2 separate regions of the Muntiacus reevesi genome follow, and region 1 is linked to region 2. A link is a contact called in public Hi-C data. All regions are on one chromosome and are shown on one strand. The core of a region is the stretch at or near the end of the contact, and the rest is flanking DNA. Distances in the headings are between cores, read along the strand shown. Region 1 holds the start of SAP130 (Sin3A associated protein 130). Region 2 holds the start of IWS1 (interacts with SUPT6H, CTD assembly factor 1).

What was found. A called contact is a pair of places that touch in the nucleus more often than the background predicts.
Region 1: a Hi-C map of muscle shows a contact between it and region 2, with 8 times the contacts expected there. The contact joins the promoter of SAP130 here to the promoter of IWS1 in region 2. A contact is called at or near these places in 2 of 3 Hi-C or Micro-C datasets (blood and muscle).

What each region holds. Positions count from the first base shown.
Region 1 is chr3:264,652,591-264,655,290 of mMunRee1.1, reverse strand. It overlaps SAP130 (Sin3A associated protein 130), which reads left to right and starts at 1,374. Exons shown (of 21, transcript XM_065931989.1): 1 at 1,374-1,526.
Region 2 is chr3:264,115,910-264,118,767 of mMunRee1.1, reverse strand. IWS1 (interacts with SUPT6H, CTD assembly factor 1) reads left to right here and starts at 1,381. Exons shown (of 15, transcript XM_065931964.1): 1 at 1,381-1,797. The coding sequence starts at 1,764.

The DNA of each region.
Region 1 (2,700 bases), core at 125-2,624, 540 kb before region 2:
CTGGTCAGGAAGATGGCATAGCATTGAGAGAGGGCTGGAGCCTTGGAGAATGCGGTACATGTGAGAAAGACAAGGCATAAAGGAGCTTAATAGAGACAGAAGTAGCATCAGGAAATAGTGTGTTTCTGGAGACCAAAGGAGTTGATAGTTGATTTACAATGTTGTGTTAGTCTCAAGTGAACAGCAAGATGATTCAGTTACACATACACATGTATCTATTCTTCAGTATTCTTTCCCCAGAGGGAAGAATATTTTAAGGAGGAACTAATGTTGGTGAAACTAGACAAGCTGAAAACTAAGTAAGGACCACTGGGTGAGGTGAGAGGGTCACTGGCAACTTAGGGGGAGCAGCCTGGGAAGCAGCGGCAGAGGCAGAATCAACTGCCTAAGGAGAGAGGAGGCTAAGGTATACCACATCAGTTACTCTTAGAAGAAATTTGAGAAGGGAAGAGAGTGTGAAACCAAAGTGGCTTGAGGAAGGAGAGGGATATTTTAGGTTCATTCTTGTAGCCACGAGCTACGCTCTTCCTAGCAAGAACATAGCTGTACATGAAAGGAAGAAGGATGTGAGCCCTTTTTATTTCTTAACACAAAACTCCAGACCTAAATTACCATCTGGGAAGGAAGGAGGGAGACATCATCATCATTATCAGACTCAGATTTTGCTTCGGCAGTGTTGACCAAGTCTTGTACAACCATATAAACGCCATCCCTCCACTCTAAACAAAACAGCAAACCACCACCACTCCCTCCGCTTCTTCGCAATCTGGAAAAACCAAGCAGGTACAACGTGTTCGAGTCCTTCGCCTCTCCGAGCCGGCTTTAACCTGAGAGTGCTCAGCTCAGCTCTCTGGTGGGTCCGGCCCGATGAGCAGCTCCCGACGCGGAGTCCAGCGTAAACCCAACAGAGTCGCTCCAGTTTCGTGCATCTCATCCTCCCACGATGCTCAGGCTTCGCGGGCCATGGCCTCGGTGCAAACACCAATTACAGTCAGAAAACCCCTCGGCCCTGCCTGCAGCTCCTTCGGCCCAGTGTAGTCGGCCTCCATTACTCTTTTCCCGCGAGGCACCTCCCTCGAGAAAATGAAACCTGGTGCCATCAGCTGAAGCAAAAGGGTGGGACCTTTCTACTAGGCACACGGAAAAGGCAGAATCAACTCAGACAGCAAAGGGGTGTGCTACCCGGGTCGGGTCGCCAGGACGCCCCGCCCAGGCCCGCCCTCTAGGCATCAGGGACTACGTTTCCCAGAGGCCTCAGCGGCCCCGAGGGGCTGGCCAGTCCGCTCTCTGCTCACACTGCGCGGTGACTGGCTTCCTCGGAGGAGGGCGGGGCCTAATCCAGCCAATGGGTGAGGGGCTCGTTACGGCGGCGGAAGCAGTGGCGCTGGGTTGAGGGGTGGGGGACAGAGTGCTAGCGCCTCGGCGGTGGCGGCAGGTCCCGGAGCCCGAGGACGTCGGCTCCACAGGCGGAGAGCGCACGGAAGCAAGCTCGAAGTGGCGCGGCGGCCACTTGGCGCAGCACTCAGGTAATGGCGGGACAGGCGCCCGGGAGCGAAGGGGAGGGGAGGAGACGAGGGGGCGGGGCGGCCGAGCCGGGCTGCAGCGTCCGTCCCGCTGCGCGTCCCCGGGGAAGGGCAGCGGTGCCTCGTCTCCTGCGGCGTAGACCTGTGCTCTTTCGCGAGCTGAGCACGGCAGTTGGCCCGGCGGCAAAGGCCCGGTGTCCTGCGGCAAGGAAAGGAGAGGCGTCGGGAGGGCTGGGCTGATCCGGGCGTGGGGGCGTGGCGGGCGTGGGCCTTGGCGGGGAAGCTGAGAGGCCGGGGGAGCGCGGGCGGGCGGGCAGCCCAAGGAGTTTGGCTCCTGGAGCAGTTTAAAGTGACTCTCCACATCCGGGCCCTGCGCCCGCCGCTTTCAGACCCCGACCGAGGCGGGGCCTCCTAGCTCCCCGCCCCTTTCGCCGGCAGCGCCTGTCTTCCTCTGCTATTGGCTCAGCCTCGAGGGCTTTGGGCTGCCCCGGTGAGGCTCGCGCCTGATTGGCTGGCAGTCGGCGGGAGGGTGGGGCGGGATCAGAGCTAGCAGACCGCGGTGGATTGGTCCGGGCGCTGGAGTGACGCGCCCGGCGTGGGGCCAATGGACAGGCGGGGGAGGTAGGGGCAGGTTCGGGGGAAGAGGACTGGAGCGGAGCGGTGGCCGGGTGGCCCGGGTGAGCGGGGCCAGAGGAGCTGGACAGCGGCGGGTCCGAGGCGCGCTGTGGCGCGAGCCCTCCCGGCGACCTCGGAACCCAGCGCCGCCACCGAGATGGGTCCTCCGCGGCCCTCTTAGCCTGGCGAGGTGGAATCGGGAGGGAGGGGAGGGCGGCGGGCGGCGGCTGCAGGTAAAGAGGCATACTGGTCCTGAGCTCCTCAGAATGCCTAACCCCCTCCCCGGAGAAGTCTTAGAGACCCCATGTGTCTGGAGACCCGTGTCCTCCGACCTCAGCTGTGGGGTTCGGGGTGGAGGTAGGACTGCGGGCGTATGGAGGATTTCGGCAGAGCTTGGCTCCTGAGGGGAAAGTGAGGGTCGATTTTAGGGAAGGTGGCGAAGGTCTCCGTTCCCTCTGGCTCGGTGGCGGTCTGTGAAAGGGCGGGATGAAATCTGTCACTGAAGGCCTGTGCAGAAAAACATGAGAATTCCTTTTGGATCAGGTCTTGATGTAAGGCTTCT
Region 2 (2,858 bases), core at 132-2,631:
CTAGAAATCCAGTCCAAGATGTATGCTTTGCCAACTAACGAAAGGCCCTATTTCTGCAAGGCTACACCTCCTAGGGAATATTTCCTATACTTCCTCCAATCTAAAGGCAGTAATATTGTCTTTTCCATTTAAGACAAAAAAAAGCAAGAAAATCGACTTTAGTCAGGGTATTGCAATAGGAAGAGTACACCAGATATGAAGATCAGGGTATCTAGTACAGGGGACATGGGGTTGTCTGAGACTTTCCTAGGAAGGAATGTGTGATGCTTTATAGTTGTGATTGATTTGCAGTCAGAAGTTTCAAACAGTAACGAGAACAGAAAAATGTTTATTCCAGCATCTAGTTATTTGGGGACTTCCCTGGTAGCTCAGCTGGAAAAAAATCTGCATGCAATGCAGGAGACTTCTGTTCAATTCCTGGGTCATGAAGTTCCCCTAGAGAAGGGATAGGCTACCCACTCTAGTATTCTTGGGCTTCCCTGGTGGTTCAGACGGTAAAGAATCTGCTAGCACACCTGGGTTCCATCCCTGGGCTGGGAAGATCCCCTAGAGGAGGGCATGGCAACCCATTCCAGTATTCTTGTCTGGAGAATCCCCATGGACAGGGGAGCCTGGAGTCTCAAAGAGTCAGACACGACTGAGCGACTAAGCACAGCATAGCACTAGTTTTAGAGGGGCAAAGTCAGGAACAGAAAGTTGCAAGATCTGAGCAGGTTCAGAAGGAAGGGGAAAGGTCTTCTGCCTTGTCATGGGTAAACTAGGCGGTCATCTCTAAGTCTTACAGGTCTCACGAAAAAGAGCGGAGAATAACCTTTACTTGAGAGATAGGAAGAGGGATGGTTCTTTAAAGTCCGCGTTCTGACATGCTAGTTTCTCAACCATTGTTGTTTCTCACAAGCATGTAGGGCTCAAGGGAAGTTCAACAGTTTCACTTCAGCAAGATTTCATCCGGGAACCCTCCTGGAAGCAAAAACCTGTACTTCCTATTGTAAACCAAATGGTTTCTTAAGATGGAAATTAAGTCGTAACTTTTTAAAAAGAAAGGACGAAAAATGCCTTGAAAAGAGGCTCTTTTGATCAGGTCACTTAGTAACACATCATAGCTCGCTAGGCTTCGAACTACAAGTCCCAGAAGAAAACGCGCCACTTCCCGTCCTAAGGGCGGGAATCAAGCGCGTCGCTGCTTGATGGGAACGATAGTTAATTTCCGTATGATGGAAAATTTAATTTTAGCGAGTCTTCATTTTTCGGAACAATACTCCAGATGGTACTCAAACAAAGCACGGGCGGAGAACCCATAAAGTAACACTCATCTCCATGGGGAACAGACCAGATTCCTCCAAGAAGATTGTAATTGCAGTCGGGGCTCCCGCTCAATTTCCCCACAAGTTTCCTTTCCGGCCAATGCCGTGTGTCATACCGTTGAGTCTTCTCATTGGCCAGATGTCATGTGACAGCGCCTGCGCACTGCATTCTTTTGAGGGTGGGGGCAGACGCCATTTTGGCCCAGAGGTGCTTCTGGGAAGTAGCTCACTGACCCGCGCGCTTTGGTCGCCAGCAGGGTACGGCCTTTTCTGCAGGCGTTTGTAGGTCCAAGTGTGCGCGTCTGCCGCCGTTGCTGCCTTACTCTCCGCAGTCTCCCAAAGCTCCAGTTGGGCGGGAGCCTCTGAGCCCCGGGCCGCGCTATCGGTGGTCACAGCGCCGGCAAGGAAGTGACGGGGGCGGCGCGGGGCCCAGACACTCCCCGCCTAGAGCCGCCTGCGATGGACTCGGAGTATTACAGCGGCGACCAGTCAGGTGAGGCAGGGACGTAGGGGACAGGGCTGGGGGGCGGTGCGGTTTCTCGATCGGGCTTGGCCACGCACTCCCGCGGGGAAGAGAAGGAAGCCCCAGAAACCTCTCCCGGGACTCAGTCTGATGTTGACTGAGGCGTAGCGGGGAGAGCTGGCAGCCCGGCTGCGGACCCAGAAGTTAGAACCTTGGAGAGGGAATTCTGGACGGAAAGCCGTCTTTCAGATCGGCGAAGGATGTTGCTGAACTGGGAGCCCCTTGTATATATCAAATGCTTACTGTGTGCAAAGTATTAGGAATGGCCTCTCTTGATAGGGAATTTGTTTGAGCAGTTGAGAGTGATTTTCGAGAATCCCGGGGAGCTAGCTGTTCAGTGGGGGTGCATGATCTTACCTAGACTTTTCACTTGGAGTTGAAACTGGTTTGACTACGCCTGCAAACTAGTTTCTCCCATTAAAGAAAACATCGGAGTTGAGTTGTATACGTATTTTAGAATAAGGTGTGTACCTCTGGGGCTTACTAGTGATTTTTGTGCCTTTCCTTCAACTTGAGATCTTTCCCCTTTCTCCTCCCTTAAGTTCTTTCTTTTTCTGTTTATAAACACGCGGCCCCACTCTGTTAACGCAGTGCTGGGCACTGGGGAACCCAAAACGAATAAGGCAGAACCTCATGGGGAATAAAAACATTACTTTTGCTTTCCTATTGTGTTCTAGTTCCAGTGAGTATTGTCTGTCAGAAGTGCTTAAATAAATTTCTAAGCATAACTACCTTCTTTTCTGTTTTGCGTTCACATAGATTCTAATATATGACGACGAATAGCAGTGACTGCAAACACGTTTCCAAACATATTCTGCTGTTTCGCTTTAAACGTTTTCCTCATGTTTTCAAAATAGTTGTCAGTTCATTTGTGTTTTTAAATTTAATATGCTGAAAGACATGAAAAGTTAGCAATTTCCTGACTTTTTTTTTTAGCGTTTTTTTGATGTTTATCCCTGTATTCCTAACTTATGCTATCTTGTTGCATCATTTTTAGGCATTCTGTAATTATTTCCTATTATGCTAGGACA